Linked DNA regions of Mus musculus: all the other regions are linked to region 1. The links are chromatin contacts, called in public ChIA-PET, Hi-C and promoter capture Hi-C maps. All regions are on one chromosome and are shown on one strand. Each heading gives the region's core, a stretch centred on a gene start, on an enhancer-like site or on the middle of the called end of the contact. The rest is flanking DNA. Distances are from core to core; before and after follow the strand shown.

The links. Promoter capture Hi-C pulls out the DNA fragments that hold promoters and counts their contacts. A called contact is a pair of places that touch in the nucleus more often than the background predicts. ChIA-PET counts read pairs in DNA pulled down with a chosen protein or histone mark.
Region 2: a Hi-C map of rod photoreceptor shows a contact between it and region 1, with 2.6 times the contacts expected there. The contact joins the promoter of Kctd20 here to the promoter of Mtch1 in region 1. A contact is called at or near these places in 2 of 39 promoter capture datasets (cranial neural crest and pre-B cells), 2 of 484 Hi-C or Micro-C datasets (embryonic stem cells and rod photoreceptor), 4 of 115 datasets of contacts at active chromatin or transcription factors (bone marrow-derived macrophages, effector CD8 T cells, epiblast stem cells and 1 more) and 1 of 9 other capture datasets (liver).
Region 3: a contact with region 1 is called in an RNA polymerase II ChIA-PET map of effector CD8 T cells, with 12 read pairs. The contact joins the promoter of Stk38 here to the promoter of Mtch1 in region 1. A contact is called at or near these places in 1 of 39 promoter capture datasets (hippocampal neurons), 4 of 115 datasets of contacts at active chromatin or transcription factors (effector CD8 T cells, embryonic stem cells, memory CD8 T cells and 1 more) and 2 of 9 other capture datasets (adipose tissue and liver).
Region 4: a contact with region 1 is called in a promoter capture Hi-C map of liver, with 3 times the contacts expected there. The contact joins the promoter of Cmtr1 here to the promoter of Mtch1 in region 1. A contact is called at or near these places in 4 of 39 promoter capture datasets (fetal liver, liver, pre-B cells and 1 more), 2 of 115 datasets of contacts at active chromatin or transcription factors (extraembryonic endoderm stem cells and memory CD8 T cells) and 2 of 9 other capture datasets (adipose tissue and pancreatic islet).
Region 5: an RNA polymerase II ChIA-PET map of memory CD8 T cells shows a contact between it and region 1, with 30 read pairs. The contact joins the promoter of Rnf8 here to the promoter of Mtch1 in region 1. A contact is called at or near these places in 2 of 39 promoter capture datasets (erythroid cells and liver), 2 of 115 datasets of contacts at active chromatin or transcription factors (effector CD8 T cells and memory CD8 T cells) and 2 of 9 other capture datasets (macrophages and pancreatic islet).

What each region holds. Positions count from the first base shown.
Region 1 is chr17:29,345,467-29,349,845 of GRCm38.p6, reverse strand. It overlaps Mtch1 (mitochondrial carrier 1), which reads left to right and starts at 1,914. Exons shown (of 12, transcript NM_019880.4): 1 at 1,914-2,379. The coding sequence starts at 2,059.
Region 2 is chr17:28,950,494-28,954,872 of GRCm38.p6, reverse strand. Kctd20 (potassium channel tetramerisation domain containing 20) reads right to left here and starts at 2,437. Exons shown (of 8, transcript NM_001356300.1): 1 at 2,304-2,437.
Region 3 is chr17:29,006,092-29,010,470 of GRCm38.p6, reverse strand. It overlaps Stk38 (serine/threonine kinase 38), which reads left to right and starts at 2,476. Exons shown (of 14, transcript NM_134115.3): 1 at 2,476-2,760.
Region 4 is chr17:29,658,050-29,662,428 of GRCm38.p6, reverse strand. It overlaps Cmtr1 (cap methyltransferase 1), which reads right to left and starts at 1,834. Exons shown (of 24, transcript NM_028791.6): 1 at 1,658-1,834. The region is part of intron 7 of Gm28043 (predicted gene, 28043); the gene reads right to left. It overlaps Gm20161 (predicted gene, 20161), which reads left to right and starts at 4,100. Exons shown (of 2, transcript NR_167666.2): 1 at 4,100-4,284.
Region 5 is chr17:29,612,264-29,616,642 of GRCm38.p6, reverse strand. It overlaps Rnf8 (ring finger protein 8), which reads right to left and starts at 1,854. Exons shown (of 8, transcript NM_021419.2): 1 at 1,565-1,854. The coding sequence starts at 1,675. It overlaps Gm28043 (predicted gene, 28043), which reads right to left and starts at 1,854. Exons shown (of 28, transcript NR_132314.1): 1 at 1,565-1,854.

The DNA of each region.
Region 1 (4,379 bases), core at 665-3,164:
AAGTATAAATGAAATGCAAACAAAACACTCTTGCCCATAAAACAAAATAAACCAGGCCTCAGAATGTGACATGCCAGACCAGGTATATTAGTTAGGGTTTTACTGCTGTGAACAGACACCATGCCCAAGGCAAGTCTTATAAAAAATCATTTAATTGGGGCTGGCTTACAGGTTCAGAGGTTCAGTCCATTATCATCAAGGCAGGAGCATGGCAATATCCAGGCAGGCATGGCGCAGGCAGAGCTGAGAGTTCTATGTCTTCATCCAAAGGCTTCTAGTGGAAGACTGACCTAGGGTGAGAGTATTAAGCCCACACTCACAGTGACACACCTACTCCAACCAGGTCACACCTATTCCAACAAAGCTACAACTCCAAATGGTGCTACTCCCTGGCCCAAGAATATACAAACCATCATACTAGGGAAGGGTACAATACTCTCTCACCTGGACCTCATAGAAAGGAAGACACCTAACTCTGGACGTCAGGCCTATCTTTTGACCACTCAGTGTATATTGTCAAGGGACAGAGGAATGAGAAGTCCTGGCAATCCCAGGGGCTTCAGTTTAGCTGGGTTCCCAGTGTTTGATGTGGCCTGTTTGAATTACCATCCATCTGTCTGTCCATCTGCTCACCCACCTGTACCCAGTCCTGCAAGCCCTCAGCAGCTCTGCCCTTCCTGAGCCGTTCTCCAGATGGACTGGTTAATATCTAACCTCAGAAGTGGCTTTCTCTGCCTCTGCCTCCAGTAAGGACTCTTTCAAATTGTTGAGATTTGTGGCCTTTGTAACCCTTTGAAGTCATTCTGTCACACACACACACACACACACACACACACTTATAATCACAGTGTGATCTGTATCTTGAGATAATATTAGTAACTAAGATGTGAATGAAAGAATTGTGATTGCTAACAGCCAGCTATCAATTGCAGCCAAGGAAATTGATGTAGCATGGTGCACAGCTCAGTCTGGCCTTGAACTCCTATCCTGATGCCTCTGCCTCCTGAGTATCGGGCTTACTTTACAGGTGTGTGCCACTGCACTGGATTGTTACTTTGTTTGCTTCATTCATTCCCTTAGGAATGGTTTCCCTGAAGATATACTTTCTATGCATTCCTATATTTGCGGTGATAGAAGATAGATATTAATGCCAGACAATACAATATGATACAACACAGTACAGTACACGGTAGTACGGTACAGGGAGCCACATTCGGAATGGGCCATACAAAAACACGGTCCAATGGGGGACAGTCAAATACAGATCGGAAAAACAAGGCACTGGGGACAATACGGAGGAAAAGCCCACAGATGGAAAGTATTTGCGTGGGCAAGTGTCAGGAACGTGAGGTAAAACCTACACCACGGGCAATCAGGGAGGGTGCAAATATCTGACCATTCCAAAGACCTTCCTTGCAAACTAGCAAGAGGACAAGGTCCCTTGCTAGGGACCAAAGGGTCCCTGCTGACTCTGAGGTCCATTACCAGAAGACTCTATTATTGGGCAGTTCAAGACCAGCTGAGAGCTGCTGTGCTTGTTCAGAGGTGGAAACAAATCACCGGCTGGAGTAAGCACCTTCCTGGAAGGTGGCCCTAAGAATTGCTCTCAAGGCATGCGTAGCACTATGCTCCAGGCACTAGACTAGAGCTCTCCCAGGCCTAGTTATTTAGTAACTAAACGCAGCCAGCACCGGGCCTTCATAAGTGCACAGGCAAAGAGTGCTCCCAGCCCTCAGCAGCTGTGAGTTACTCAACTATTGAGGGGTTTCTACACAGGTCCCGGGATCGTGCTGAAGGAGTGCAGAAGCAGGGCACACAGACTGAGACTCGTAGGCACGATTGCGGTGACTGGCCTGGTCCGCAAAGGGGCGGGCACAGAGCTGCAAAGAACCCGCCCCGGGCCGGAGGAGGCGGGCCCGGGAGCACCAAGGAACAACACTCGCCCGCCCGCCATGCCCCCTCGCCCCGCGGCGTGAGTGGTGCTGCCAGGACCCTCCCCTTGACGTTCGGGGCGTGGCCAGCACCACGTGACGGGGAGTGACCTCCACGCCTGGCGCCATGGGGGCTTCGGACCCGGAAGTGGCGCCTTGGGCTCCCGGCGGCGCCGCGGGGATGGCGGGAGCCGGAGCTGGTGCAGGAGCTCGGGGCGGCGCGCCGGCCGGAGTCGAGGCCCGCGCTCGGGACCCGCCACCCGCGCACCGCGCGCACCCTCGCCATCCTCGGCCCGCGGCTCAGCCGTCGGCGCGCAGGATGGACGGCGGCCCGGGCGCCCCGGGCTCCGGGGACAACGCCCCGACCACCGAGGCGCTGTTCGTGGCGCTGGGCGCGGGCGTGACGGCTCTCAGTCACCCGCTGCTCTACGTGAAGCTGCTGATCCAGGTGGGGCGGGGGGCGCGGCGGGAGGATGTGGATGGGATGTGCGGTGTGGGGGTGCAGGGAGGGGGCTGAGGGATCTGAGTGATTGACGTGGGAAAGGAAGCGATTTGGAGGTGCTGGGAGGGAGCGAAGGGACGTGAGTGACAGACGTGGGGTAGGAAGGGATTTGGGGGTGCAGGGAAAGGCGATGAGATGTGGGAGATAAGTAGTCGAAGGCAGTGAGCTTGAAATTCCGAAGGGTAATGGATTTGGGGTGCGGAAAGAAGCCACAGGATTGGGGGAGGGCCGAGAAGTTTTGGTGAATGGGTAGATGAGGGCTGGCTGGGTACAAAAGCGACGTGTTTAGAAGGTGAGTACATTTGGGGCAGAGGACAGCGGGGCTCTGGATTTATAGAGATGGATGAAAGCTTTGAGGGACAAAGGAGTGGGCAGCAGGGCCAAAAATTTCAGAGGGAAAGAATGCAGCAGGGAAGAGCTATCGGTTTACTTGAGAAGGAGCCTGTAGATTTGATGGCGACGACAGATTTGGTGGGAGGAGGGGCCTCCGCATTGGTGGAGGGGGGGAGTGGAGCGGTGTCTGGAAAGGGGAGCCAGGAGGCGGCTTTTAGGGGGAAGGGGAGAATGGGATGACGCATTTAGTGGAGGAAGGAAGGAATTGAAGTAATTGTGTCTGCGTGGGTTGGGAATGGGCAGAAAATGGGGATAGGCACAATAGGTAAGGGTTGTCAAAGCTGGAGCAAAGGTAGGGATGTCTGGATTCAAGGATGCTTGGGCACCTAAACGCTTTTTTGCTTGTTGGCAGCAATTCACTCCAATAGAGGATGAGGAAAGGGTAAAGGGGGAGGAGGGATCTGGTTGGAAGGAGGTGTTGTGCATTTGGCAGAATTGGGTGGGTGTGTGATGGAGGTGGGGAGAGTTTTGATTGGCGTGGTTCAGGCTCAGACTGATAATCAAAGATGAAGCCTAGCATTTTCCAAAGGAGTGGGGGATGGGTGGTGAGGATTGAGTTGGAGACCCAGCTAAGATTTGAGGTTTGATTTAAGGCAAGTGAGTGTGAAGATTATTGTACTATCCTTGTCATAGAACTGAGAGAATTAGAAATACATTTGGAATGAGAAGGCCTTAAGAATGGGAGTCGCTGCTGGGCAGTGGTGGCGCAGGACTTTAATCTTAGCATTTGGGAGGCAGAGGCAGTCGGATTTCTGAGTTCGAGGCCAGCCTGGTCTACAGAGTGAGTTCCAGGACAGCCAGGGCTACACAGAGAAACCCTGTCTCGAGAAAAACAAACAAAGAATGGGAGTTGCTGAAGCCCTGGGGTCTGAGGAATGGGGATTCTAGAATTTGGAGTTTAACTAGAAATATAAGGAATGAGAAGATACTGTCAGGGCCATTGGGCATCAAATTGTGCAGAGATTTGGAGACGGCTGAAAGGGGGATTTGGAGACCAGCACTGACCTACTGTCATGTGAATGTGTATTTACAACATAGTGTTGCAGCCACAGCAAGCCTCAGCTTAGGAGGGACTCTGGGCTTTGCAGGTATCTGAGTTGAGCAGTTGGAGGTGCTAGGAGCTGATGGGGTGAGAATCAAATGCTGGACCTTAGGATGGCAGGCGGAGAGGGTCGGGGGGGCTCTGGGTGTAGTGTGGGAGGACACAGGGGAAGTGGCTTATCATTGGGAGCATGGTGGCATTAGTGTGGGGGTTTGAAAGAATGAAAGGTCTTTGGAGAGGGACCTAGAGAGTGAAGGGGAGCCCAAAGGGTGATGGGAACTAGATGGCAGGGGGGTGTAAGCCTAAGAGCTCTGTTGGGGGTGACAACTTCAGGGAGCTTAATGGCTATAGCTTAGTAATCGGTAACACTGAACAAAAAAGCAACAATAATAACAGATTGTGTTTTGCAGGGAACAGGTGTGCAGGCTAGATGTTGAGCCTCAGATCAAGACTCGTGGGCGGGGGTGGAGGCAGGCAGAGGTATTGAAGGTGGCAAACTGGCTCTGCTGGT
Region 2 (4,379 bases), core at 1,188-3,687, 400 kb after region 1:
GTAGCTCAAGTTACTCAAGACAGCGGCGTCAAAGGTTCTGGACACTGCTCATACAGGTAACTTCTACAACCCAACCGTTAGTATTAATCTTTTCTAAAGTGAATCTCTTACAGCCAGTGCGCTTCTAACCTCTCAGGTTTTTGTAAGCCAGCCATCTGCCCGCTCTTACTTCTCCTTCCCCGACCCGTTCAAGCTTCTGATTTATCTCAGCACTCTCATCACCGTGGTTTACAGTTAGAACGCACAGTTCCTTCAACTTCCATGAGACACTGGCACTATGGTCATATCAGAGTCTCTCTGTTTTCTCTGCCTTGTTATTTCTCCGCTCTGCACCACCTTCTTGCGGAAGCATTTAAAAGGTAATAGAGCAGGAAGGGCAGCAGGCTAGACCAGGAATCCTCCTCCTACCATCTCAGACTCTTGTGTTTGGATGTGGGGAAGAGGGGAAAAGAGTATGGCGTACACTAAGGGACAAACCTAGTACCTCCCACACATGCAGAGCAGGCGCCCTGCCACTGAGTTACATCCCCAGCCTACCTCCCAGTCACTACCTGAAAGATGAGAGGACTGAGCTAGGTAAACTTACAACGTGCTCCCTTATCCTCTAAGCTTCTCATTTCAAGGACTCCGACTTTCCCATCTTAAATCATTTAACATCATCCAAACAGTTCCCTCAGTTTCTCACTCCAATTAGCCATGGAGGTGTGGGGAGACCCCATGTGTGGCAGGTGGGAAACACAAAACAAGTCAGGAAACTCAGCATTACAGAAAGGCACACTGTTTTTGTACGTCATCTACAACAACAACAAAACCATCAATAAGTAGCCAGACATCCAAAGCCACCAAAGCCAAGAAAAACGCCAAACCCTCATGGCTACCTTTAATATCCCTGTGGAGTCTCAAGAGACATCAAGATGTAGAAAACACCTTTGGCAGATGTGGAGGTCATCCAACCCTCATTTCTGCCAGACAGCAAGGGAATTCTGAGCCACGCTTGGGATACTGTCTCTAACATGCCTTACTTCAGTTGTACTGTGTAAGCTAGGCATCATTCAGATATTCTGTAGCTAGTGAATTGATACCCACAACTAAAAGCCCATAAATACTACTGATGCTGGCACATCCCAGGGAATCAGAGACCCCCCAGGCTCCGGGCACTCCCTGGCTGATACCATGAGAAGGAAAGCAGAGAGCTGAGGTGGGAGCCAAGACCTAATGACATGCTCAAGCTCCCACGATCCTACCAACAGGCTCCTGAGAGAAACAAGGTGGGTTAGCCTGATCCACGCCATCTTTCTCCCACCCAGGCAATAACAGGATATGGATAAAAAGCCATTTCCTGCTCTCATGTAAGGGCTCCAGAAAGCACTATCCTTTCTCACACAGCCTTCCGAATCAGGGCTTCTTGACTCCCGACTGATTACGGACAGGAGAGGAGTAAGTCAACAGAAAGAAAAGGACATGAGACAGTATTTACAGTCCTCAGGCCAAGCTAATCTTGGTTTCCTAAGGTCCGGTTCCTGGCTTACCAAGGCGGCCCAAGCGGGGTGGTTGCCTGCCAGCACTAGTAGACTCAGGGGTCCACCCTAGATTTCTAGAATTAATTTCTGGGAGCCGTGCTAGCGACCTGCAAAACGCGTTTGAGAACTGCTACTTTAAGATTTTGTTTTTGTTCCTCTGGAGTGGGGTTGACGTTCTAATTCAAGGTTCGTCACAACTAATATTATTCCAACATTCTGTTTGGGAGATCATTTAAAAAGAAATCTCAAATTTCTAGGTAAACAATTGTCTATCAGCAAACAGACACCGTGAAAGAGCTTGGTTGGTCAGAGTTCCTGGCCTGTCTGTTAGTTCGTTTGCTGAATTCTCACTTAAAAGATTAGATTTACTTCTAAATAGTAAATCAGCCCAATCCAGGAATGTTCAGAAAGAATGACAAATTCCCACAAAGGGGAGGAGGTGTCCTCATGGCGCAAGCCTGACGACACTGTCTGCTATAAAAAGTTCTTATATGCAAGAAAAAAATCTCCCAGTTCTGCACTAAGCATGGGATGACAACAGAGGGGCGACAGGACCGACAGAAGATTCCAGAGGTTCTGGGAAAGCGCGACCAACCTTCCCCAGCCTGGGCTACCGGTGGCCCTGCGTGGTTGGTCGGCAGCCTCGCCCGGCTTCTCCTTTCTCCCCAGGCCGGGGAGGAGCCCGCACGGGGCCTCTCAGGCCGCAGCGTCGCGCCCGCCGCCATCATCAGCCCGCGCCATCACCTGCCCGCTCGCCCGCCCACCCTGTCACTCGGCACTCACCGGCCGCTTGCTGCCGCGCTCTCCGACACCGAGCCCCGAAGCCACCTCCAAGCTCCGGCCACCGCGCGCCCCCGCCCTGGCCGCGGATCCCCGGTTGAGTCACCCGGCCCTTCAAAACAAGAGCCCCGCCCACCGCGGGGCATGCCGGGAAGGCCGCGCGGCTCGCCCCGCCCCCGCCGCGGACTCCGCCATAGGCCGGGGCCTCGCCTGCCTGCCCGGCCGGCCGGGAACTGGGGCTCTTCGCCAGGGCGGCCCAGTAACGCGCGCCGCCGCCGCTTGCGCTCCATCACCCAAGGGGCTCAGACAGGAAAGCGAGCTGCAGGCTCGAAGGTGAAAGAGGCTGGGTCGCCCCGGAACGCGTGATGCTCACGGAAAGATGAGCCTATCGCCTTTGTGTGGCGGATGGATATGAACTGCAGCCCAAAGACAGAAAAACATCAACAACAACAAAACAAGATAAAAGAGAAAACAAAAACTTCCCCCCAACTCTTGAGTTTCACGGAACAATCTGCGATAGCAAACAAGATTCTACAGGTTTCATGTTACCTGGAAGCAAACTATTAGAAAGCTGGTTGCCTTGCTTCCTGTGAACCGCACAAGGGAACCTGAGAGGAGGAACCTGGCTCCATCTCTCAGGGTCACGGGGACTTGTGGCTTTTGTACTTAAGAAAGTTATCAGACCAGTTGATTACACCATCACAATGATTGCACAGACTTCTAGTTTTGGGTGTTTCGTTCTATTGGGGGTTTGCTTGTTTTAACCTTTATTTCCCTTCTCCCTCCTCCCTGGCTCTCCACTCTTAATACATGGGGTGTTCTTTGTTTTTTGAGACAGTCTCCTTTATCCCAGTATGGCCTTGCACCTCTGATCCGACCTTCACCATGTGAGTGATGGATAGGGTTACAGACAAGCCCTACCGTAGCCGAATTATGAAGGGCTCTGGTGTAACCCAGGGCTTCATGCACCCTAGGCCATTATTCTACCAGTTGAGCTACGTCTCCAGGTCCGAGTTCATTTTATTGAGATGTGACGCCGCAGCCCATGTTGAATTTGCTGTGTAGCCAAGGATGGCTTTGGACTCCTCATCCTCCTGTCCCTGTCTCCCAAGTGCTGACATTATTCTACTTTAAAACTGCTGCTGAGCACTAAATAAACTAATAAAACCACGCAAAAAAATATAGGGAATACCTGTGTGCACAGCATTAATCCTAGCACTTGGGAGGTAGAGGCAGGAGGATCAGGAAATCGAGGTCCCCCTTATTTGGCTTATGTTGCTTCTGGGGGGGGGAGGGGAGGAGGGGGACGGGTCTACCTTGCCCAGTTTCCCCCATACCACCTGTCACTAAGGGAAGTCAGGGAATCCAGTCAGGAAACTGGGTCTACAAAGTGAATTCCAGAACAGCCAGGGCTACACAGAGGAAACCATGTCTCAAAACAAACCAAATACGACCACCAACACAGTAATGTCACAAAAAAGCCAACACAGTAATGAGATCATGTGCTGGCATCTCTGGGCCTTGGAACTACAGAGAACATACCCACTGATTAAAATTTCATTCCAAAAGTTTCCTCTTCTAATCCTGTGCCCCTGTGCAGTCTCCATACCCACGGTGGAACTACTGCCTTTCTTGTTCTGAATACAGGACAATCAACTTCCTCTTTCTTTCATTTCCAAGCTCCCCTCACCCATCCTGAGCCAACACTTAATACTTGTTATCCATCGCCCAGAGGGGATCCAAGATAGCACATACTTAACTAATAGTGAAGAGTAAAAGGGTTGTCTTTTGATTAAATATCATTAAATCAGACATGACACCGATTTTGGATGAATATCAATTATAGGAGGCATATGAGAAATGTGTATTAATGTCGACTTTTGTCACTTTAATTTAACTGTATCCTCAGTCAGGCTGAGTTCTGAGTTCCAGGCCTGCCTGGTCTACAGAGTGAGTTCCAGGACAGCCAGGGCTACACAGAGAAACCCGGTCTTGAAAAACAAAGAAACAAATTTAAGTGTATCCTCAAATATCTGAACTAGGTTCATCATCTGAGACTGTAACCCTTCCTAAAGACAG
Region 3 (4,379 bases), core at 1,227-3,726, 340 kb after region 1:
ACCTCCACACGCAACCCCACTAATTTTTAATTTATGTGTGTAGGTGTGTTGTGCCTGTGTATTACATACGTGCAGTGCAAGAGGAGGCCAGAGGACAACATTGGATTGGAGAGTTTTGGTGTCTTTGAAACCCAATGATGTTATGTTTATATGTTTTTGTCTTAATCCCAGGTGTGGCGTATATGGGGTTGCTTCAGATTGTCCGCAGCCGCTGACTATGTTTGTTTCCTGCTCTAGGAGGGGCGTGATTTTTATTTTAATCAGATTCAGATCGTTTATTAGTATGGCCTTCTAAGGGCTCTTGAGAAAGTGTAAATGCAAGACCCTTGAGAGGGCCTGGAGTGGCTGAGGATCCCCTGCTCCTGGTTTCTCTTCCTCTTCTTCCTCCCCCAACCCTGCTTCTCCTGCTATTGCTGGATTGAAGCTATTCTGACAACTAAGATTAGACTTGCCCCCAAGGAACTGAATGCCCTTGAGCAGTCTAAAGAGGTCTATGTCCCCTTTCCCCTCTAAGTTTCATTCTGTCCTATTTAGTGTTGGACAATTGGAAGGGCAGTAGATATATAAGAACCCTATAAAGTAGCCAAAAAAAACACATCTACATCAGATTTCCTGAGGCTGGAGTTACAAATGGTTGGGAGCCATCATGTGGGTGCTAGGAACTGAACTTGTGTCTTCTGTAAGAGCACTCACTGTGTGGTTTTTTGTTTGTTTGTTTTTTTTTTTTTTTTTTTTTGGTTTTTTGAGACAGGGTTTCTCTGTGAAGCCCTGGCTTTCCTGGATCTCACTCTGTAGACCAGGCTGGCCTCAAACTCAGAAATCTGCCTGTCTCTGCCTCCCAAGTGCTGGGATTACAGGTGTTTACCACCACTGCCCGACTCTCTGTATGTTCTTAACTGCTGAGCCCTCTACCCAGCCCCTATAGTCTTAGGGGGCTATTTGTATGCACACAGTGAAAGCACCAGGCCAACGCACACCAGTGCCTGAGAAGCACCAGGCCATTGCACATCAAGCCCCATTCTGGATCTGTGTTGGAAAAAGTACTCAGAGTCAGCTGATGAGCGTTGCCCTGTGGGGAAGAGGAAAGGGGGAAGTAGCAGCAGGCACCACTACCCCTGCTTGGGAATTTATTTTCAAATGAGAGACATGATGTAACCCACATCAGGACTTGAGAGGCTAAGGCAGGAGGATTTCGAGAGTTCAAGGTTTACCCTCAGCAACACGTTGTTTGTGTTACCCTGAGACCCTGAGCTACATAAGACTGTCTCAAAAAAATTTTAAGAGGCAAAAAAAAAAAAAAAAAAAAGTAAAAAAAGTATTAGCAAGATAATGAATTCAATAATTACAATGCAATTAAAAACAAAATCAGCCGGGCGGTGGTGGCGCACGCCTTTAATCCCAGCACTCGGGAGGCAGAGGCAGGCGGATTTCTGAGTTCGAGGCCAGCCTGGTCTACAAAGTGAGCTCCAGGACAGCCAGGGCTATACAGAGAAACCCTGTCTCGAAAAACCAAAAAAAAAAAAAAAAACCAAAAAAAAAAAACCAAACCAAAATCAAAGCGGGGGTGGTGGTGGTGGTGGTGGTGGTGGTGGCGGTGGCACACACCTGCTGTAATCCCAGCACTTGGGAGGCAGAGGCAGGTGGATTTCTGAGTTCGAGGCCAGCCTGGTCTACAAAGTGAGTTCCAGGACGGCCAGGGCTACACAGAGAAACCCTGCCTCGAAAAACAAAAAACAAAACAAAAAAACATAAAAGAAAAGGGAAAATCAGAACACTTACTAGGGGCGGCTTGGGAAGTGACTAACAGGAGGGAGCTCTCTTCTCGCTTGCTCCCAGAGGACTCCTTTCTAGGGAGCCATTCATCGTTTTTTCAGGACTTTAAAACTTTCTAATCGAGGGCACTGGGCTCAGTTCTCTGGAAATCAATGAGAGGCTTTAAGTTGTGCACAATGGAGAGGTGTTAGGTGTGAGAGATCACCTGATCCCAAACAAAGGCACGTTAATCCTTTACAATAACGAAAAATAGGAAGGGCCACGGGTTCCAACAGACTTATGGCCACAATGATCTGAAGTCAAGGAGGATGGGGTAAAACTCAGATTAAATTTCAGAGAACTAAAGACATCATCCAGCGAGTGCACGCCAAATGCTAAATCCCCGTCACGGTAGTTGATTGCATTGGTTTAGTTGATAGAGAGCCAATGTTAATTTCCGGGTGCAGAGCCCGGTGCCTTATGTAAGACCTTGAGGGAAGCTGGGTGGGTGTTGGCTTTTACGGAACTTCCAGGTTTTCGTTTTGTAACTTCTGGCGAGTCTATAATTATTTCAAAAGAAAAAGTAACATAACAAAGGCCAGCTAGTCCAGCCCATCACAAAGCCACCAGGGAGCCCGCCCCGCTCTGCACTCGTAGGGCCTCCTCGGCTAGGCGCAGTCGGGTGAGGGGTGAAATGTGGGCGGGGCGCCGCCGCGCACGCGCAGTCCCGCTGCCCGGCGAGCGCCGCTGGCGGGGGGCGCATGCGCAGTCTCAGCCGCGGCGGCCCCTCTCCACAGTCTGAGGGGGTACCGGGGGAGCCTTGGCCCCTCCGCGCCGCCGTCTTTTCCGGCAGTTGGGGTTCTTCCTTTTGTCCTGTCCTGTCGCGGATCGGCAGCTGCGCTCATTCGGAGTCCCCGGCGTGTCGCGGTCGCTCTGGAGCCGCCCGCACGTCGCGTCTGCGCCGTCTCTGTAGCCGTCGGCCCCGCGCCTCCCTCCCCCCTGGGTCTGGTGAGTGTCTCCCGGCCGTCGCCTCAGGCTTGCCGCCTCGTCCGGCCGTCCCACAGCTCCTGTGCACTCCAGGGCTCCTGTCAGCGTTCTCTCTGTGGTCCCCAGAGCCCCCTTGTCCGTCCCTCTCTTTCTACGCCTCTGTCCTCAACCGGGACAGGCAGCCGCTCCCTCCTTTCCTAGTCGCCAGCTTTGTGTGTCTGCTGCCACCGGCTCGTCCCCTCTGACCTCGGTCAGTACCACTCTGCACCTTAGGATGAGAGAACCAGAGGGTGTCTGCACTTCGAGAGCTCCCCCCACCCCGGGGTAGGTGTGGGACCTTGGAGGCTGTCCCCCTAGTCCGCGATCAGGGGGTACCGGGCTTCCCCTCACCTTAAGATCCCCGCCCGTGGACTGCAGACTGTTAAAATTCGAGAAAAGGGACCGAGCTGGAGGACAGGGAAAAGTGGCAGAAGAGTCGGAGGAAAAGTGTGTCAGAAAGCGCATAACGGCTGCTGCCAGCGGCGCCCTGCAAAGGACCCAGAGACATAGGGGAATCTTGCTCTTTTTCAAGATGAATAGGAAGGTCAGCGGCGTGAAGTAGCTTCACTGCTTCCTCTTCCTTCAGCTCACCTTGGCTGTGAAGTAGCCAGTACATACGGTTTCCCTAAACAAAAAAAACAAAACAAAACAAAACAAAAAAAAACAAACCACATCGCTGCAAGAATAGCTCCCTGCCCCACCCCACCCAAACATCAGATAGCAGCTTCCTCCTAACCCGATGGCTCTGTCCTCAGACTCTGGACAGCACACCAGTGTACACACACACCCACTTCAACATCAGGCATGTTCTCCACTCCCGGGAGTGGACTTCACAAATGGAGCATTTTGTCTGAGATGGGGTCTGAATGTGTACCTATGCCTGGCCTGGAATTTGCTTTGTAGACTAAGGTGGCCTAGAACTCACGGAGATCCTCCTGTCTCTGCCTCCTAAAGGAATATGCCTCCACAGACCAGCCCACTTGTGACTTGTGACTTTACTTTTCTTTCTTCCTTCCTTTCTTCCTTCCTTCCTTCCTTCCTTCCTTTCTTCCTTTTTTTTTTTTTAAAGATTTCTTTATTTATTTTATGTATATGAGTACACTGTAGCAGTACAGATGGTTGTGAGCCTTCATGTGGTTGCTGGGAATTGAATTTAGGACCTCTGCTCGCTCTGGTTGGCCCTTTTTTTTTCCTTAATGTATTTTTTTTTTTTTTCTTTTTTTCCGGAGCTGAGAACCGAACCCAGGGCCTTGGGCTTGCTAGGCAAGCACTTTACCACTGAGCTAAATCCCCAACCCCTCCTTAATGTATTTTTGTGACAGGGTTTCTTTGTGTAGTGCTGGCTGTCCTGGAACTTGCTGTGTAGACCAGTCTGATCACTAACTAGGAGATCCACTTGCCTCTGCCTTCCTCTTGTGACCCTTTTTTTGGGTGTGTGTGTGTGTGTGTGTGTGTGTATGTGTGTCCGAGACAGGATTTCCCTGTGTAGCCCTGGCTGTCCTGGAACTCACTTTGTAGACCAGGCTGGCCTCGAACTCAGAAATCCACCTGCTTCTGCCTCCTGAGTGCTGAGATTAAAGGTGTGCGCCCCCACGCCCAGC
Region 4 (4,379 bases), core at 585-3,084, 310 kb before region 1:
TGAGGAAACCTGTAGAGAACCTGCAGCAAACTCCAAGGGCTCGAGGATGTCGCTCTCCCACAGAGCCTTGCCCTGCACATGCAAGGCCCTGGATCCCAGCCCAGCGCTGCACAGGGAAAAATGGAAGAACAGAAAGCTTCCCTCGATGGCCAGGAGCTGGTTTATGAGAAGCATAAAGTTTAAAAAAAGAAAAAAAAAAAAAAAAAAAAAAAAAGGACGAGGAGCTGGAGACATGTGTATGTCTTAAATTCAATTCCCAGCACCCACACCAGACAACTCGCAACTGCCTAGAACTCTAGCTCCAGGGAAACAGACACCTCTGGCCTATGCAGGTACCCACATGCCTATTTAAAACAGTCGAAAAAAATCTTTAAAAAAAAAAAAAAGAATTACAGGCCGGGCGTGGTTGTGCACACCTCTAATTCCAGCACTTGGGAGGCAGAGGCAGGCGAATTTCTGAGTTGGAGGCCAGCCTGGTCTACAGAGTTCCAGGACAGCCAGGGCTACACAGAGAAACCCTGTCTCAAAAAGTCAAAAAAAAATTACAAAATCTTCAGGAAAAGTAGTGTATTCAAAGAACTCAGAAAAGAGAAAAGACTTAAAAGTTGGAGGTACACTGGTATCTTTGGGGAACAGGGACGCTGGGATACAAGAACAGACTTCTCTGGCGTTTGAGTCAGACATATAGTTTTAAGACCATGTGTTGTTTTGACTATGAACTGATACTCAATATTGTCTATGAAAATCAGAGCCAGTTCAACTTATTTCAAAATATTTGCTGGGGTGGAGGGAGAATGAGCATCAGCAGTCGAGGTAAGAAAGTAATGGAATTTGAAGGGATATAGCAATCCCTCCCCTTGAAACCTAGCAAAAGGTTTCCGTATTTCCAGCCCGAGGATGAACCTGTGGACCCAATGTACGATCATCCCAATCTCAGGTGGCAATTTCCTAAGTGACAGTAGCAGTGCCTATTAGAGGAAAGCAGGAAAGCCAGGCGACTGAGCCAACAGAAAGCCAGGCCCGAGGAGCCACATTTTTACTTGACATCACAGATAGGTGAGCCTACTGGAAAGCTCATCGCTGAGGCTTCACAGCACATAAAATGGGTCTCATTTAACTCTTAAGTCGTCCCGGTGGGTGTGGGTGAAGCGGGGGTGGGGGGTGCCACTGGGAACTCAGTGTGGTCTGCGATGGGGCAAGTGAGAGAACAGGAAACAGCTTTGTAGAAGGGCAAGGCGGCAGATACGAACGTCCCCCTCCACCACAGCACCTTCGACTGGGGCCTCGCAGGGAATCCAAGCCAATCCTCTCATTTCCTCGGCCAGGGGAAGGCCAAAGGGCTATCGAGTGACCTACAATGGCAGACGCGCTGTGACCAGGCACTTCTAAGCGCTGCTAACCCCCGTATGCAGAGGGGAAAGAAGGGAACGCCATCTCCCCGACGGAGCTTCTCCTTTGGAAACGTCAGGTGTGATACTGTGTGCGCGGCGACCAGCAGCAGCGGCAACCTCGGCTCCGAGAGGTTGCTGGGGACAAGACAGGGGGCAGGAGCAGAGAGAGGCTACCCGAAAGCGGGCAAAGCGGCCGCCGCAGGGGAAGGATGCTGTGCCCGTGCGCCCGCCCGCTCGCACCCCCGGGGCCGCGCGCCTGCACTCACGCTGAGGGGATGGGGCGAGTAGCCGGCGAGCGGAGACGAGGGACCAGGCCGCCACTGTCGCCGCCCAGGCTGGCCCTGCAACCTCCTCCTCCCTCACTTTCGTTTTCCTCGCAGGGCCGGCTAGCTGCGCGGTCGCGCTCGGAACCCGCCCCGCGGGCGGCGCCGCTTGATAACGTCACGAGCCCGCCAGCCCCGCCCCCGCTGGGCTCAGGCTTGGCCCTGGGGAACTGCCCAGGTCGCACAGCGCGCAGGACCCGAGGCGCCTGCGCGGAAGGGGGACCGCGAAAGAATGGGGGGGCAGAGAAAAGCCACTAGGAAAATAACCCTTGTCTACTCTCGCCCTAAAGAAGGGAAATCAATACTTCACCTCAGTTTATTCATCTTGTTATGGATTACCTGAAGAAGGAAAACTCCCAAGATGTCTTAATAAATCATGTGGAGTCTTTATTATTTATTACCACCGGTGGGGCTGTCTCAGGCAGAGGAGCGGGAAGCACCCTCGGACCTCCAGTTTGTTCGACATTTTAAAGACAAGGACTGCAACTGTGATGTATACAGAAAGGCAGCTCCAAACATGTGCAACAAGCAAACATTGCTTTTTTTTTCTTTTCAGAAGCAGAGTGATAACAATTAAATGGTCAGGCAGTTAACCTTTAGGTCAGAATCACAATCACATGGTATAGAAATTTATGGCTGATCAAGAGACCAGTTTAGCATAAGATTTAATGACTGGTCGAAGTGACCGGAGACGAATTTTTGCCCAAAATAGTTTTAGCAATGAAAGTATTCTTAGGAGCTAGGTGGTAGTGTCGAACACCTTTAATGCCAGCACTCAGAAAGCAGAGACAGGCATATCTCTGTGAGTTCGAAGCCAGCCTAGTCTACATAGCTACTTCCAGGACAGCCAGGGATATATTGTAAGACCCTGACTTGGAAAGTGGGAAAAAAAAATCCTAGAAAGTGTTTCACAACATGGCGTAACTAGTTTGGTAGCTTACTACAGTATCGTCATTATATAGATTTAAGAATACAGTCAGAGGAGCCGGGCGTGGTGGCACACGCCTTTAATCCCAGCACTCGGGAGGCAGAGGCAGGCCTATTTCTGAGTTCGAGGCCAGCCTGGTCTACAAAGTGAGTTCCAGGACAGCCAGGGCTACACAGAGAAACCCTGTCTCGAAAAACAAAACAAACAACAACAACAACAAAAAAGAATACAGTCAGAGACACAAACTGGCCAAGGTCAAAGACCTGTTCCTGTTCCATAGGACATATTTAACATTGGACTAGGCATAGCTCAGTGTCAAGACTGTTCGTCCGGTACACACCAGATCCTAGATCTGATTCTCAATGCCTCAGACTAAAAGAAATAATGGCATCTGTGGCATTTGACCATATGCACTGAGATGGGCTGTAACTCTAACTCCTCTTCCCATTTTCAGACCAATATAACTTTGTTGGACATTCTCAGCTGCGTTTGTCTCTTAAACCCCGAGACTTCAAATGTCAACATATGTTCTCCCATAATGCTGCTTTTTTTAAAAAAAAAAAGGATTTTATTTTTATTTTATGTGTATGCGTGTCCTTCATGCACGTATGTATGTATGCCACATGCATATAGTACCCTTGTAAGCCAGAAGACAGCATCGGATCCCCTGGAACTTGAATTACAGATAGTTGTGGGTGCTGTGCTGAACCCAGGTCTGGAAGAGCGGTAAGTGCTCTTAACCCCTGAACCATCTCTGCAGCCCCTTTCCCAGGTGGCTGGCGCTATATGATTCAGTCTGTTTATTTGTCCAGAGATCTGATGAGTTTACCTTTTCTTCATTTCCCTGAAGCCAACAATGCACTTGAGACTTGAGTTCAAGTTTGCCTTCTACTTGTCAGGTAAACATCTCCTACCCTATCATACCTCATCCTCCCCCTCCCCTCCCCTCTCCCCCTTTCCAACCCTCCTTCTCCCTCTCTTACCCACCCCTAAAGCTTTTGCAGTAATCTCCAACTTATGATGCCTGTCTCCAAACACCTCTGTTTGAAGCTTTGTTTGTATTATCATGTGTGAGCCTATGGCAACCCATCAGTGACTCGACCCTGCCAGTGACTTCCCACTGCTCTTAGGATGACACCAATGTTCTCTAGGTGGCCTCAAAGCCCTTCAGCCTTGTCCTACTAGCCCATCACTTCTCACCCTCCTGGTGCCGTCTTTCTCAAACACCTTGTCCCTAGGGTTTCTCTCCCTGCTTTCTCTCAATGGACCATCATTTCCCTTCATGATGCTAATGACCACTTACCCCTCCAGTTTGAATGTAGTGATGATAGTAAAATATGCATTTTAGATAAGTAAAAATAGCTTAGTCAGGATCCCTTCTACACCCAAGGCTGTCCCAGATAAGCAGAACCCAGTGACATCACTCACTTAAGATAACCATACAGTCCTAGAACTCCATGACATCTACTGGACAGTATGCAAGCAGAGACCGAAAGTAATGCTCTGTCCTGCACATCTGGAGAGCATGATCTTCCCTTTAGCTGAAGAGTCTCCCCCACCCCCGCCCCCAGGATCCTGACCATCGAATCAGAGACTTCTGTTAGAGACTGGAACTGACCCTCAGCAAGGATATGTCCAACAGGTGAGCAGCCCTGGGGAGATAAGCTTGGGACCATAGTTAGGAATTTAGAGTGTGAATCTTGTGTGATGACCCTCAGCATAATAAAATAGAATTCT
Region 5 (4,379 bases), core at 605-3,104, 270 kb before region 1:
AAGTCAACACTTAAGTTTCCCTCTAGGGTTGTGAGAGACTAGTAAATGCTCAGGGATCAGATTAATGAAGATGAAAAATAGTAAGACCTCATAGGTAAAAATAAACAGCCCTCTAATGCCTAATTTAAAGCAGGACCTGCTCTAGAATATCACTAAATAAGCCACACCTTGGCCCACCCAGACGTTCTCAGGCTCCTTCACTGTGTAAATTCTCTTCCCCTGGTTCAAACCATAAATCCCTACATTCGCCTCTCAATTGAGAATATGCAGCTTATCAGAAAAACCGAACTTACCAATTCACTGAATTTATCTTATATGATGTTTCAGGGTTATTATTCTTGCAAGGAAACACCATGACCAAAAAGCAAGTTGGGGAAGAAAGGGTTTGGGTTTTTTTTTTTTTTTTCAGCTTACACTTCTGAAGTGCAGTCCCTCATCAATGGAAGTCAGGACAAAAACTCACACAGGGCAGGAACCTGGAGGCGGGAGCTGATGCAGAGGCCATGGAGGGGTGCTGCTGACTGGTTTGTTCAGCCTGCTTTCTTATAGAACACAGGTGCACCAGCCAAGGGACAACCCCACTCACAATGGGCTGGGCCCTCCCCTATCAATCACTAATTAAGAAAATGCCTTACAGCTGGATCTTATGGAGACATTTGCTCAATTAAGTTTCCCTCTTTTCAGAGGACTCTGGTTTGTGTGCCAAGTTGACAAAAGACCAGCCAGTACACATGACCAACATTCAGTACTGTACAGGCTTTCCAAAACCTCAAGGATTCTACATTGCAAGCGCATCCCTGACCCAGTTCTGCTTCCAGAGCAGACTGCAAGGATTGAAAGCCCACAACAGCACCCAGCACCTCTCCCCCACTTAGAACTGTTCCTCCCACTTTGTCTTTGTTTCTAATTTTGCGTTTGTGGAGCTGCAGATACAGCTCATTTGGTAGAGTCCTTGCCTTCCAAGTTCTGTGACCCTGCGTTCAATCCCCAGCACCGGCCTTTTAAGTCAGCTTTACATTGTGAGCAGTTTCTGGAGAGAAGGCTGACCCACTTCAGGAGTGGCCCACCCCGACGCTCCAGTTCCCCTCGGAGATGGAATGGAAGACTTTTATTTTCAGTATTACAGTTCGAGGGGTTTAGGCATGCTACCCTTAAACTCCTGATCACACTTAAAATCAACTCCAGAGAGTCCACGCCCTCCGCAGCCTTCCAGGCGTCCATCTTCAGACTCCCTAGACAGGTTCGCCACTCCTAGGAATCAGTGGGGACGCCTCTGCCTCAGTTTCTCCGTCTCTGATAGACCCTTAACTGGGACAGTGCCTGTTCTCGACCCCATCCTTCTCCTCGCTGGGAGGCCCGCGTCCGTTACAGCGGCTCCGGCACGGGTCCCGCTCCCGCGCAGCCGCCCTCCAGCTCGGGCCTCAAGCCGCGGACTCGCCTGGCCTCGCGGCCCGGTCCCTCCGGGCCCTGAGGTGGCCGGAGCCCGCTGCCTCGGCGCCTCCCCGCCGACCGGTGTGCGCGGCCTTCCCCCGCTCCCGCAGCTCGCCAGGCCTCTCGCCCTCACCTCAGTCCCAGCCTCCAGCTGCAGCCACTCGCAGTCCATCCCCAGCCGCCGCAAGCACCAGCTCCGGCGGGCCGCGAGCTGCCCCGAGACCAAGGGGTCGGGCTCGCCCATGGCCCGACCGGCACTGGGGCAGCGTTCAGCAACCAGCCAACCTCTAGCCTGAGCTCCGGCCGCCTCCGAGGTTCCTCTCGCGCAACTTAATCTACACACAAGACAGAAGCAATCGCCCGGGGATCGACCGCGTTGAGAGCGCGGGCCCGCCCCAGGCCTGGGAAGGCGGGCAGTGCGCGTGCGCAGCGGGAGGCGGGCGGGAAGTGCGCAGGTGTGAGCCTGAAGAAGGACGAGCGTAACGTCTGCTGCGGACAAAATCCTAAACTAAAGCATAGATTTTAGGACTTGGAGGATGGCTCAACGAGTAAAGCTACTTGCTGGCAAGCGTGGAGACGATGCTCAGGCTTCACCTATATGGTGGCTGGGGAAAACTGACTTTTCAAATTGGCCTCTGACTTCCAAATGCGCACCCTAGCGGGTGGGTGTGGGTGTGCGCGCGCGCCTGTGTGCGCGCAGAGTAATAAACACTTAAAAGTTATAGATTAAAAATTATAGTAAACAACAGAAACACTCTCTTTCCTTGGGTTCGTGAGTATAATAATGACTTTCCCAATACCTTCTTTCCTCTCTGCGCTCTCCAAAGCCAGTACCCCAGATCCAGCAGCAATGAACCTGAACCTTTATTTGTATCCCACCCCTTTTTCCTTTGGCAGAGTGTGGTGGAGGATGAGGAGTTCAAGGGCATCTACCGCTATGCAGTGAGTTAGAGGCCAGCCTGGGATATGAGACCGTGTCTACAAAACAAACAAAAATTGCTTTATAACACGGTGATGACGGCCATAACCATTTTATTGAGAACTATAGCCTACTTTGGGTTGGGAGTAGGAGATTCTGAACATTGAACACACAGCCAAGGATGTACTCTGTAGCTAAATTATACCTCCACCCCATTATAACCCACTTTTGAGTGATTTAGAAAAGTCTGATCATTTTAAGGTTGATTCAGTCTATTCCTATTTAGCATCTATTTGTTTTTCATGACCTCATTTTGTTTCTGAATCTTTAAAAATTATACCAGGCAAATCTGTAGAGATGGATCGCATTACCTGGGGCTCATACAGGGTACAGAAGGAATGGAAATGGGCTTGAAGGGGCTAGGGAGATGAAACTCTCCCTTCTCTCTCCACGCTGAAGTTTGGGTGTTTAAGATATGTGTGTATGGGCTGGAGAGATGGCTCAGCGGTTAAGAGCACGGACTGCTCTTCTGAAGATCCTGAGTTCAAATCCCAGCAACCACATGGTGGCTCACAACCACCCGAAAGGAGATCATGAGATCTGGTGCCCTCTTCTGGTGTGTCTGAAAACAGCAACAGTGTACTTACATATAATAAATAAATCTTAAAAAAAATAAAAAAAAGATATATGTGTACATGTTTTGCCTGCATGTATGTCTCTGAGCCAAGTGCATGCCCAATGGCTGCAGAAACCAGAAGAGGTTGTTGGATCCCCTGGAACTGGAGTTTATTATTTTTATGGATTGTTTTGGTTCGGTTTATTTTTATGTATGTGTCTTGCCAACATGTATGTATGTACCACGCGTGTGCCTAGTGCCTGTGATGTCCAGAAGAGGATATCAGATCCCCTGGAGCTGAGGTAACAGATAGTGAGCCATCATGTGGGTGCTGGGCACCAAAGCCATGTCCTCTGGATGAGCAGCTCATCTTGATGTGCCATTTCTCGTACCTGATGTTGTTTTTTGTTGTTGTTGTTGTTTCGAGACAGAGTTTCTCTGTATAGCCCTGGCTGTCCTGGAACTCACTTTGTAGACCAGGCTGGCCTCGAACTCAGAAATCTGTCTGCCTCTGCCTCCCAAGTGCTGGGATTTAAAGGCATGCACCACCACTACTCGGCTGTTTTTTGTTTTGTTTTGTTTTTTTGATTTATTTATTATTATGTGTAAGAACACTGTTGCTGTCTTCAGATGCGCCAGAAGAGGGCATCAAATCTCATTTAAGGATGGTTGTGAGCCACCATGTGGTTGCTGGGATTTGAACTCAGGACCTTCTGAAGAACAGTCAGTGCTCTTAACTGCTGGGCCATCTCTCCAGCCCCTTGGTTTTTTGTTTGTTTGTTTTGTCTTGTTTTTTAAAGAAACCAAATCTACAAAATTGTTACTACAGAGAGCAATGTTAATGACAGCACTCACTTATGGAGCTCTTGGGAGGCTAAATTCCTTGGTAAATACTGATCACTGTTGGCTACCATTGGAGGACACTGTAGTCTCAGCTTTTGCAGTAGCCACCCCTAACCCTATGCTGTATCTTCACTTTTATTTATTATTTTTTTTATTATTATTATTATTAGTGGTTGTGGTGCTGAGGATGAACCCGGAGCTTTGTGCATTCTAGCCAGGACTTAGGCACTGAGCCACACCCCCAAGGCCTCACCTGTGACATTCTACCCTCAGTTATCCAAGAGACATATAAAAATAAGGTTTTTCCTCTCTTTAAGCTGGTAATATTATAAAGAGATTCCTTCAGCTTTAGACTTTTACCTATAAGCCACATCCAAGCAAGTCATGTCTTTGAAAAACCTAAACCAAACAGTTTCCCTTTGTGAGTCCGGGTGGGTCGCTGGGCTGCAGCTTAGCTAATGATGTGAATCGGGTTTCCCTGCATGGGGTTCGGGGGAGGTGAGATGGAGGCTTTTTTCATTACATCTTGAAAGACTGAGCTGGGTAAAAAAGGAGTCTTGACGTGCGTGT